2 separate regions of the Ovis aries genome follow, and region 2 is linked to region 1. The links are chromatin contacts, called in public Hi-C maps. All regions are on one chromosome and are shown on one strand. Each heading gives the region's core, a stretch centred on a gene start, on an enhancer-like site or on the middle of the called end of the contact. The rest is flanking DNA. Distances are from core to core; before and after follow the strand shown. Region 1 holds the start of CIAO1 (cytosolic iron-sulfur assembly component 1). Region 2 holds the start of LOC101114342 (fumarylacetoacetate hydrolase domain-containing protein 2).

Evidence for each region. Hi-C and Micro-C count contacts between places; a contact is called where the count stands out from the background.
Region 2: a Hi-C map of muscle shows a contact between it and region 1, with 3 times the contacts expected there. The contact joins the promoter of LOC101114342 here to the promoter of CIAO1 in region 1. A contact is called at or near these places in 3 of 16 Hi-C or Micro-C datasets (blood, hypothalamus and muscle).

What each region holds. Positions count from the first base shown.
Region 1 is chr3:104,097,250-104,101,663 of ARS-UI_Ramb_v3.0, reverse strand. CIAO1 (cytosolic iron-sulfur assembly component 1) reads left to right here and starts at 2,884. Exons shown (of 7, transcript XM_004006167.5): 1 at 2,884-3,164; 2 at 4,080-4,228. The coding sequence starts at 3,026. It overlaps TMEM127 (transmembrane protein 127), which reads right to left and starts at 2,703. Exons shown (of 3, transcript XM_060413978.1): 1 at 2,558-2,703.
Region 2 is chr3:104,306,974-104,311,715 of ARS-UI_Ramb_v3.0, reverse strand. It overlaps LOC101114342 (fumarylacetoacetate hydrolase domain-containing protein 2), which reads left to right and starts at 3,252. Exons shown (of 9, transcript XM_012173857.5): 1 at 3,252-3,388; 2 at 4,179-4,222.

The DNA.
Region 1 (4,414 bases), core at 1,635-4,134:
GCGGCATCATGAATTCCCTTTCAGCTTGGGGGCTTTCCAGGAAGCTAGCGGTAAAGAGTCCGCCTGCCACTGGAGAAGACGCAGGAGATTCGGGTTCGATCCCTGGGTCGGGAAGATTCCCTAGAGAAGGAAATGGCAACCCACCCCAGTATTCTTGAGGAGCCTGGCAGGCTACAGTCCGTGGGGTTACAGAGAGTAGGACAAAACTGAGCATGCACGCACACTCCCGGTTTTGATACGACATCAAGCACTTGAAATACCGACCACCAAGGGCATCAGCCGCCAAGGTCTGGATGAAGCAGCCCAAAGTGGCAGCTGTGCCTCAAAGAAGGCAAGTTCTGAGGAGCGTGCTACCAGAAAAGTCACCCTGACTCAACTCAAGCTTGATGGGCTTTTTGCCACAGAGAAAGCTGCATAGCACGTGGTCTCCATCCAGTGGGTAAGTGTTAGTGTTAGTTGCTAAGTCGTGTCTCTCTGTGACCCCAGGAACTGTAGCCTGTGAGGCTTCTCTGTCCATGGTATTTCCCAGGCAGGAATACTGGAGTGGGCTGCCCTTTCCCTCTCCAGGGGATGTTCCCCATCCAGGAATCGAACCAGGGTCTCCTGGATTGCAGGTGGATTCTTTACCATCTGAGCCACCAGGGAAGCCCATAGGTCTTAGTGAGCCAACACAGTGAAAGTTATCATCACAGTGATATCTGGAAACAAACCAGAAGCCCCCATCCTGTTCTCCACAAAATCATCCGAAAGCTTTGAAAACTCAAGAGAAATGCAAACCAGCGAGAGAACTCTCAGAGAAAGATAACATTAGGCCACAGGACAGGGTTTTTCAGCCTCGACCTGCACAAGTGGTGTATGATCCAAGGCACTCAAAGAGAACTTGTCCTTTTCACCAAACCCCAGGCAACATGAATCCTTAAACAGACAATGGGGCAACACACATCTGGAATGAATTACAGCCAGGAGTGGCACAAGGAGAAAACCTTCAGGAATGGTTCAAAAGGCCTTGGGGGTAATGAACTCTGCTGTTAATCAGGGCTGTTTGCAATCCACTGACCACTTTCCCTGTAAAAATCAGGCAGTGCAATACTGCCCCCATACCACACAGCCTGTACCTTCATCACCAGAGAGGAGGGCTGGGAAGGATGGGCCACAGACCTCCCCTGCATCCAGTAAAGATGATGGTCTGGTTCCTCTTTCTTCTGCTTCCCTGCCCAGGAAGCACCATAATGAACAAAGCAACCTTACCTCATTCCCTCACACTTGTGAGGGTTCCACGGGCCAAATTCCTATTGTTTTACTGAGGGTGGCAATGGAACTGACTTCTGGTTATTGAAAATACCGTAGACTCCCCTTTTCTCTAACAACAATCCAAAGACTGCAGAACTCACAAACATCTTTTAAAATCTGGCCGTATTTTAAAGTTCCTTTTTCTCAAGCTGACCACCCCACCCCCCGACAAAAAAACAACAAAAAAAATCTTCCTGTATCTCGGGCTCCTTAGAAGGAGACAGGTAATTGTGATGCCTAGCACCCTTATCTTCTCTCTGATATACTGCGCCCTTCCCCCAGCAGAAGCCGAAAATAGCAGTCCAGATTACCATGGCGTTGAGGAGTGGGTGCTTGGCTGAATAACATCAGAATTAATAAGGGGCCGGACCCCAAACAGAGCCACCTGGTGGGCAAGAACATCAGGCAGCAATGGGCTGTTTCCTTCAACCAGGTGCCTACCCCAGGCTATCTCAGCTCCAGTCCGCACCCTGCCAAGGAGGCCCGGGCGCCTAGAAAGAAGAGGGCTGGCGCGCAGCGCCCTCACCTTTCAGCAGGTCCGGGTGCACGTAGCCTAGGACGTCGGAGACCCCCAGCTCTTGGCGGGAACAGGTGCCACCGTGGATGTGCAGCCAGGCAGGCTCGGCGAGCGCGGTGCACAGCGCGGTGATGGACAGGGCACCCGGCAGGGCCGAGGCCAGACTACGCTCCGGCTGCTTGGGCAGAGCGCTGCCTCCCGGGCTCCTCCGCCGGCGCCCGCCGGGCAGCCCTGCGCCTCCGGGGGCGTACATGTCCGGGGCCGCCCGCCGTCGCTCCGCGGTCGCTGCTGGTAGCCGCCGACCTCCGCGGGGCGCACAGAGCCTGCCTGTCCAGGGGGAGGAGAGCAACGTACTGGGTTCGTAGCAGGTGAGGCTGGAGGAAGGCGGTCAGGGCCGACCCCAGGGGATGGGGGTGGGACCAAGGGCCGAGCAGAGACTGGAGAGCTGCAGAGGTTCGGGGGGCGGGGACGGGGTCCCCGGAGTGGAGCTGCGGAGGTGCGGGACGAAGACCCGGAGAGGGCTGGGGGCCCGCTGGACCTCGGCAGAATACAGTAGGGAGAGGGGCTCGGGCGGAGGTATCCGTTACTGGTGGAAGAAAGAGCCGGACTCGGGGTCCTGGCCAGAAGGTGCCCAGGGGCGGAGGGCCAAGCTGGGCCGCAAGGATCGGGGAACCAGGATCTGGGAACGGCGCTCTGCGGTGCGATCCCTGCCCAGATACGACCCACCCCTCAGCGACTTCTGATCCTCACCAGTCAGCAGGCTTCAGTGCCGGTATGGCGTCGCTCCGTCCCGGTCACGGGCTCCTCAGTTACCCCGACCCGAGCGATCTCAGGGCCCAAACCCGCAACGCCCGGACAGACCCCGGCCCGATCCACTTCCGGCTTCCTCCACCTCTGACCCCGCCTCCTCCGGCTCCCCGCCCCGTTCCCAGCGCGCGACACAGCCCGAGCGCGCCGCCGGCTCCCTGCGCAAGGCCTCATGGGACTGGTAGTTCCAGGCCGTGCCGTGATGCTGTTCGTTGGAGGTGGAGCCGCGGCTGGGGGAGTGGGGTGGGGAAAGGACGACTACAACTCCCAGAAGGCAGCGCAGCCGAAGCAGCGGGCGCTTCGTTTCCAGGGTGGACCCTGGCAGTCGGGCGCGAGGGGGTTTGCTCCGTGAGAACCGCTGTCGGAGCGGCTGGCTCTGCTCATTTTTGTCTCCTCCTGCGCCGGGCAGCCATGAAGGACTCGCTGGTGCTGCTTAGCCGTATCCTGGCGCACCCGGACTCCCGCTGCTGGTTCCTGGCCTGGAACCCCGCGGGAACCTTGCTGGCCTCGTGCGGTGGCGACCGCAGCGTCCGAATCTGGGGCAGGGAGGGTAAGCCCCGATCCGGCTGCACGACCCCTGCCGCCAAGGGGTCTCCTTGCGCTTGATGTGGGTGCCAGTCTCGGGGAGTACGCAGCCTGCGGGGCAGGCAGACCCTGGACGAGGGTCACGGGCCGAGGGAGAGGATGGAGGGGTTCTCTTCGAGTTGAACCTTAGCCACTTTGAGAATGGGTTTTCCGGTGAAGGAGTCAGCAACTACTAGAAGCTAAAATGTCAATAGTGAGTGAAGTGAAGTCGCTCAGTCGTCTCCGACTCTTTGCGACCCCATGGACTGTAGCCTACCAGGCTCCTCTGTCCATGGGATTTTCCAGGCAAGAGTGCTGGAGTGGATTGCCATTTCCTTCTCCAATAGAGAGAGTCAATAGAGAGACTGAAACTGTTAGGGAAATTGTGATAGTTGCTGAGGCAGGAAAATGAGAAGAGAAGGAAGAAAGTAGGCTTCAAAATAATTTGCAACAGTTGAAGAAGTTTAAATTTTATCCCAAGGGCATTTACCAGGTGGCGACTGCCAACACAAGAGAGGCCAGTTGGATCCCTGAGTCAGGAAGATCCCTTGAAGGCGGGAATGGCTACCCACTCCAGTATTCTTGCCTGGAAAATGCCATGGACAGAGGAGCCTGGCAGGCTGTGGTCCATGGGGTCGCAAAGAGTGAGAGGTGACTGAAGTGACTTAGGGCGGTCGCGCGCACACGCACACACACATGTAGGTGCTCTTAACAATGTTAAATCAGGAGGGTGATTCCTCAGATTTGTTTCAGAAGGATGCCTCCAGCTTTCTGTAACTTTGCTGAGCTCCGCCTCCCAGCCGGGCTCTGATGCTGGACCCTATTACCCAATGGCATGGCTCCTGCTTCAGTACATTCTTGTGGGCCCAGCTCCAGAACTTGACCTGTCCTCTGTTTTTAGGTGACAGCTGGGTCTGCAAATCTGTCCTTTGTGAAGGCCACCAGCGCACCGTGCGGAAGGTGGCCTGGTCTCCATGCGGAAATTACCTGGCCTCGGCCAGCTTTGATGCCACCACTTGCATTTGGAAGAAGAATGAGGATGACTTTGAGGTAAATAGATGGGACCAGGATTGTTGCCTGTTTGATCCCCAGGGCTGGTTTAGGAACTTTTTTTATTCTAGTGTTTATTTTTGGCTGTGCTGAGTCTCCGCTGCTTTGCGTGGGCCTTCTCCAGTTGTGGCAAGTGCAGGCTACTCTTTGTTGCGGTGCATGGGCTTCCTGTGGTGGCTTCTCTTG
Region 2 (4,742 bases), core at 2,003-4,502, 210 kb before region 1:
TTAGCCTTGCATTCTTGGATAAGGCCCATTTAGTCATGGCAAATGGGCTTCCCTTGTGGCTCAGATGGTAAAGAATCCACCTGCAATGTGGAAGACCTAGGTTCGATCCCTGGGTTTGGAAGATCCCCTGGAGAAGGACATGGCAACCCACCCCAGTATTCTTGCCTGGAGAATTCCAAGGACAGAGAAGTCTGGTGGGCTAGAGTCCACAGGGTCACAAAGAGTCAGACATGGCTAAAGAGGCTTAACACATACCCCCAGGAGGAGCTAAGCTTACTGATTTGAGAATTTTCTTTTCTAAAATAAGAATTTAGAGTTATACATTTCCTTCCAAGTACTGTCTTAGCAGAGTCCCACAAATTTTGATATGTTATTTTTCATTTTCATTAAGTCAGCCTCCCTGACACCCAAGGATCTTTGTTACTGAGCATAGTGGGAACTCCAGCTCCTCACATGGCCTCCACTGTGGAGGGTGACCTTGTTACTACCCAGCAGCGAGGACAATTCAGGCTCCCCACCTGCCCTTCTCTGACCCACCCTGTTCGCCACTCTGACATGGGGGAACAGTTGAGGCACTTCATTACAGGCTGGCAAGGGTGAAAATCTAGGCTTCCTACTCCGCCTTTGCTAGTGGGTATGGGGGCCACAACAGTTATTGTCTAAATTTTCTGTTTTGCAAGACTGTCCCTTTTCAGTCCTTTGACTAAGGAGAGCAGGATTTTCTTGGGGCTTTTTGTGTCTGCACCCATTGGCATTTCCAGTAGCCAGCTTTTTCAGCACCGAGTCCGGATATATGAGAAAAAAGAGCCCAGAGAATTCATGGCTGTGTCACCTCGTGGCTGTGCAGACCCCGTGCCGGCCGGCCTGCTCATCTTTTTTCAGAGTCTTACGATTGCTTTGTGTAGGTTTTTAGTTGTACTTAAAGACAAATGCTTCTCCATTTTTCTGGACGTAGAAGTCCTCTGGCTGCTTTTAATTTTTTCCGTTTATCACTAATATGGACTAACTCGCTTGTGCTACGCCGTGACGTCATTTTCCTCATGTCCCTTGTGGCTCAGATGGTAAAGAAACCACCTGCAATGTGGAAGACCTAGGTTCGATCCCTGGGTTTGGAAGATCCCCTGGAGAAGGACATGGCAACCTTGGGTTTGCAGTTTTCATCACGTTTAGAAAAGTCTTGGTCATTACTTCTTCAGATATTTTCTTTCTGTTCCCCCTTCCCTCTCCTCTAATTACATATATTAAGCTGTTTGGATTTCTCCCAGAGAAATGGTCTTTTCTAATGGTGTTTAAAAAAAAAAACTCACTAGACCTAAGATCTGCTGGCATATTTTTAAAAATAATTTTAATATTTTTTTATTGCGTCGGGCAGCATGCACGATTTTCATTACCCAACCAAGAATCAAACCCTCTGGGGTAGAAGAGTGGAGTTTTCAATAGTGAACTGCCAAGGCAGTCCCACTGACTTTGTGCCTCTAGTTTTTTCCCTCACACGTTTTTCAGGAAGCCATCTCAGCTCTTAAGAGTGCTTAACATCCTCAATATGTACATTGATTTTCTTAGCAAGAATCTTGCCTTTGTTTGTTTCCAACAATGCTGGCAGCACGCGGGGATGCACTGCAGACTCAGTCCTGCTGTGGGCGCAGTCAGGGGCCTCCCTTTTTGAGCAGTGCCCTTTCCTTTTTGTAGTGCTGTTTTCAAATCCACCAGTCTTCTTTTCTGCAATGTTGACACTGCCTTGTAGGGTATTTGTCATCTCAGACATTGCAGTTTACATTAGTAGAAGTTTGGTTTGAGTCTATTTTTTTTAATCTTCCCTTTCTCTACTTAACTTTTGAAGTTACGAGTTCCCATGTCTCACTGTTTCCGTTCCATCTCTCTGGCTCATCCTTACATGGTGGATCTCCTGATTGGGGGTTATGCTAAGCTCTCTTTAGCACATCCCCCCACCCATGACACTCACCCACCATGTTCCATTTATATGGGCTGCTGTCCATGGGGGTCGCAGAGTTGGACACGACTGAAGTGACTTAGCATGCATGCATGCTGACGGGCATCTTTAAGCCAGACAAAAGCTGAAGCTCCAGACCCCCTTTAATAACCTGCTGCTGCTGCTGCTGCTAAGTCGCTTCAGTGGTGTCCAACTCTGTGAGACCCCATAGACAGACACATTAAACACAACCCACCCAAAACTGAGCTCACCATCCTCCCCCCAGACACACTGCGTCCCTGGAACCCGTGTCTTGGTGAATGGCACTGCCATCTACCAGGCCAGACACCTAGGAGTCAGCCTTACACCTCTTTCCCCCTTAATCCCACCTCCTGTCAAAATTGAGGGCTGTCAGTTCTGCCTTCTCAACATTTCAGAACTTTCACCATCTCTGCCACACACCAAGCCACCGCTGCTCTCAGCTGCATCACTTACTCAGACACCTTTCCTTGCAGGAATGCCCTGAACAAAACTTCTCAAATGCAACCCACTCCCTCTGAGGACGTTCCAGTGGCCTCCCGTGAGATTAGATAAGGCTCAAACTCCTTTCTAGGGCAAATAAAGCCCTTGATGGTCTGCTCCTTGATTAAGTGTTGGGACTCTAGCCCAGACCCCCTCCTGTGTCTTCATATGCCAGAGGCCTGGAATGTAAGATTGTTTGTTTAATTAAACCACCTCTCCACTAGAATACCTGTTTTCTAATAATGGAGGTTATGTCTCCCCTACCCTGTGTGCAGCCCATATGAAGACAGGGCTCTAAAAAGGTGTAAAAGGCTGCACTTGGGGTCAATATGACTTCTTGAGTAAAACACTTCCGGCCTCAGGTTTGCCCAGATGTAAAATGGGTACAAACAGGGTACAAACATCCCTCCTCTCTTCACTGATCTGGCACAATAGGAAGGCTTGTCTTTGTCAAATTATGGCACGCCATAATTTGGTCTCCACTGCGTTTTGCTCAAAGATCAGAGCAGGGCCTGGTCCGGATGCAGGGCCTCAGGCAGGCCCAGGGCGCAAAATTTCAGGAAGCACCCACTTTCAGGTTCTTGCAAGCGCAGGGCGACCCGAGAGCGAGTGCCTCCGGGAACGCAGCGCCCGGCGGATGGAGTCTGCGCCAGCAGGCCTGCAGGATCAAGAGATCTCCTACCATTCAGCGCTGGGCCCGCCCCCTCCGCAACGTGCTTCCGGCACCGAACTAGACGCCCTGCCATTGGCCGTTGTCCCCGTGACGCCACGAGAGCGCGCCCGCCTCCGCTGACGTCTTATTTAGGGGAGCCCCTCGGCTCACCCTGTTAGAACTCTAGGCTGGTAGCTGTCTCCCGAGCTCAGTACCTGCGCTCAGGCGCCGGGTGATCGTGGTCTCGGGCCCGCGAGTCCCATCCCGACAGCGCAGGGGGCCAGGTAGGTTAGATCTGGGCCAGATGGCGGGGCGCGCCGGGCCTCGGCCTCCCTCCCGGCCTCCCGGGATGGGCAGGACTGAGCGCTGCTGCCCCGCCTCTCCGAGCACTCTAATAGGGTGGGCGGGCCCGTCTGAGCGCCCACTGAGCTAGGCACACAGGGAAACTGGGGGACCCACGCGGGGGCCCAGACGAGTGAATAGTGGCACCCGATCCCGGGCGCAGACCTTCGTCTCGCAGGCTTATGGCGCCTGCGACGTGCCAGGTCCCAGCCTTTTTGCTTAAGGACCCTTTTCCGGAGCTGGACTGAGCTCAGGCACCGTGGCTCGCTGATTCCCGCAGAAGCAGCGGGGCCACTTTCAGGTGCCTTGGCTGGTGACTTCACCTGAAGCCTCAACGCCCCTTCTGTGAAATGAGGCGCTCTGCCTGGAGGGATTGCTATAGGACGAAATGGGAACCTGCAAGGGTCTGTCACGTGGGAAGGTCAGCCTGTGGTTATCTGGGAGAGCAGGTGACCAGCTCTCTCCCGGAGGCAGTAGCCAGCAGATCAAATTTCCCGGCGCATGGCTGACGGCTTGCAGGGCGTCCCTGAGCCTTCAAATCTCCTGTTGGAGGTTCCTGTTTCTCATCAATACCCCTGGGCTAAAGTGTCCATGCTTAACACCCCGAGGACACGAGGACATGTTAACCCAAATCAAGAACTCCAGTGTCACCCGGACCTGGATTCAGGTCCCAGCACTTTACTGTAGATTGTGTATCTGTGAAATGGGACCAACAGACCCTACCTTCCACAGTTGTCAGGAGAATTAAATCAGACATCGCAGGTAAAGCACTTAAGGTAAGACCTGGCATTCAGTGGGATCTGTTTAATCTTAGTGTGTGAAGTATCTGGGTGCTAACACTGTAGCTTGAACATCCCTTGCCCGTGGCGTGGTAGGTGCTTGTGTAAGGTAGGAGGGTGGGAGGTTTTAAACTCCTGGTTTTCTGGTTAAACTCATCAGCCAGCACAGTGAGCAATCAGAACAAGAGACCTGGATCTAATCAGTGTTTAACTTCTCAAGGCAGATCAAATCATCAGACAACCAGGAGTCTGGGATTACCTCCAAGTGCCTGAACATAATGCATGCTAAGTCGCTTCAGTTGTATCTGCTCTGTGACCCCATGGGCTGTAGCCCACCAGGCTTCTCTGTCCATAGGATTCTCCAGGCAAGAATCCTCGAGCGGGTTGCCATGCCTTCCTCCAGGAGATCTTGCTGACCCAGGGATTGAACCCATGCCTCTTACATTCCCTGCATTGGCAGGCAGGTTCTTTACTCAGGCGCCACCTGGGAAGCCCAAGCATAAAGGGCTACTTTTAA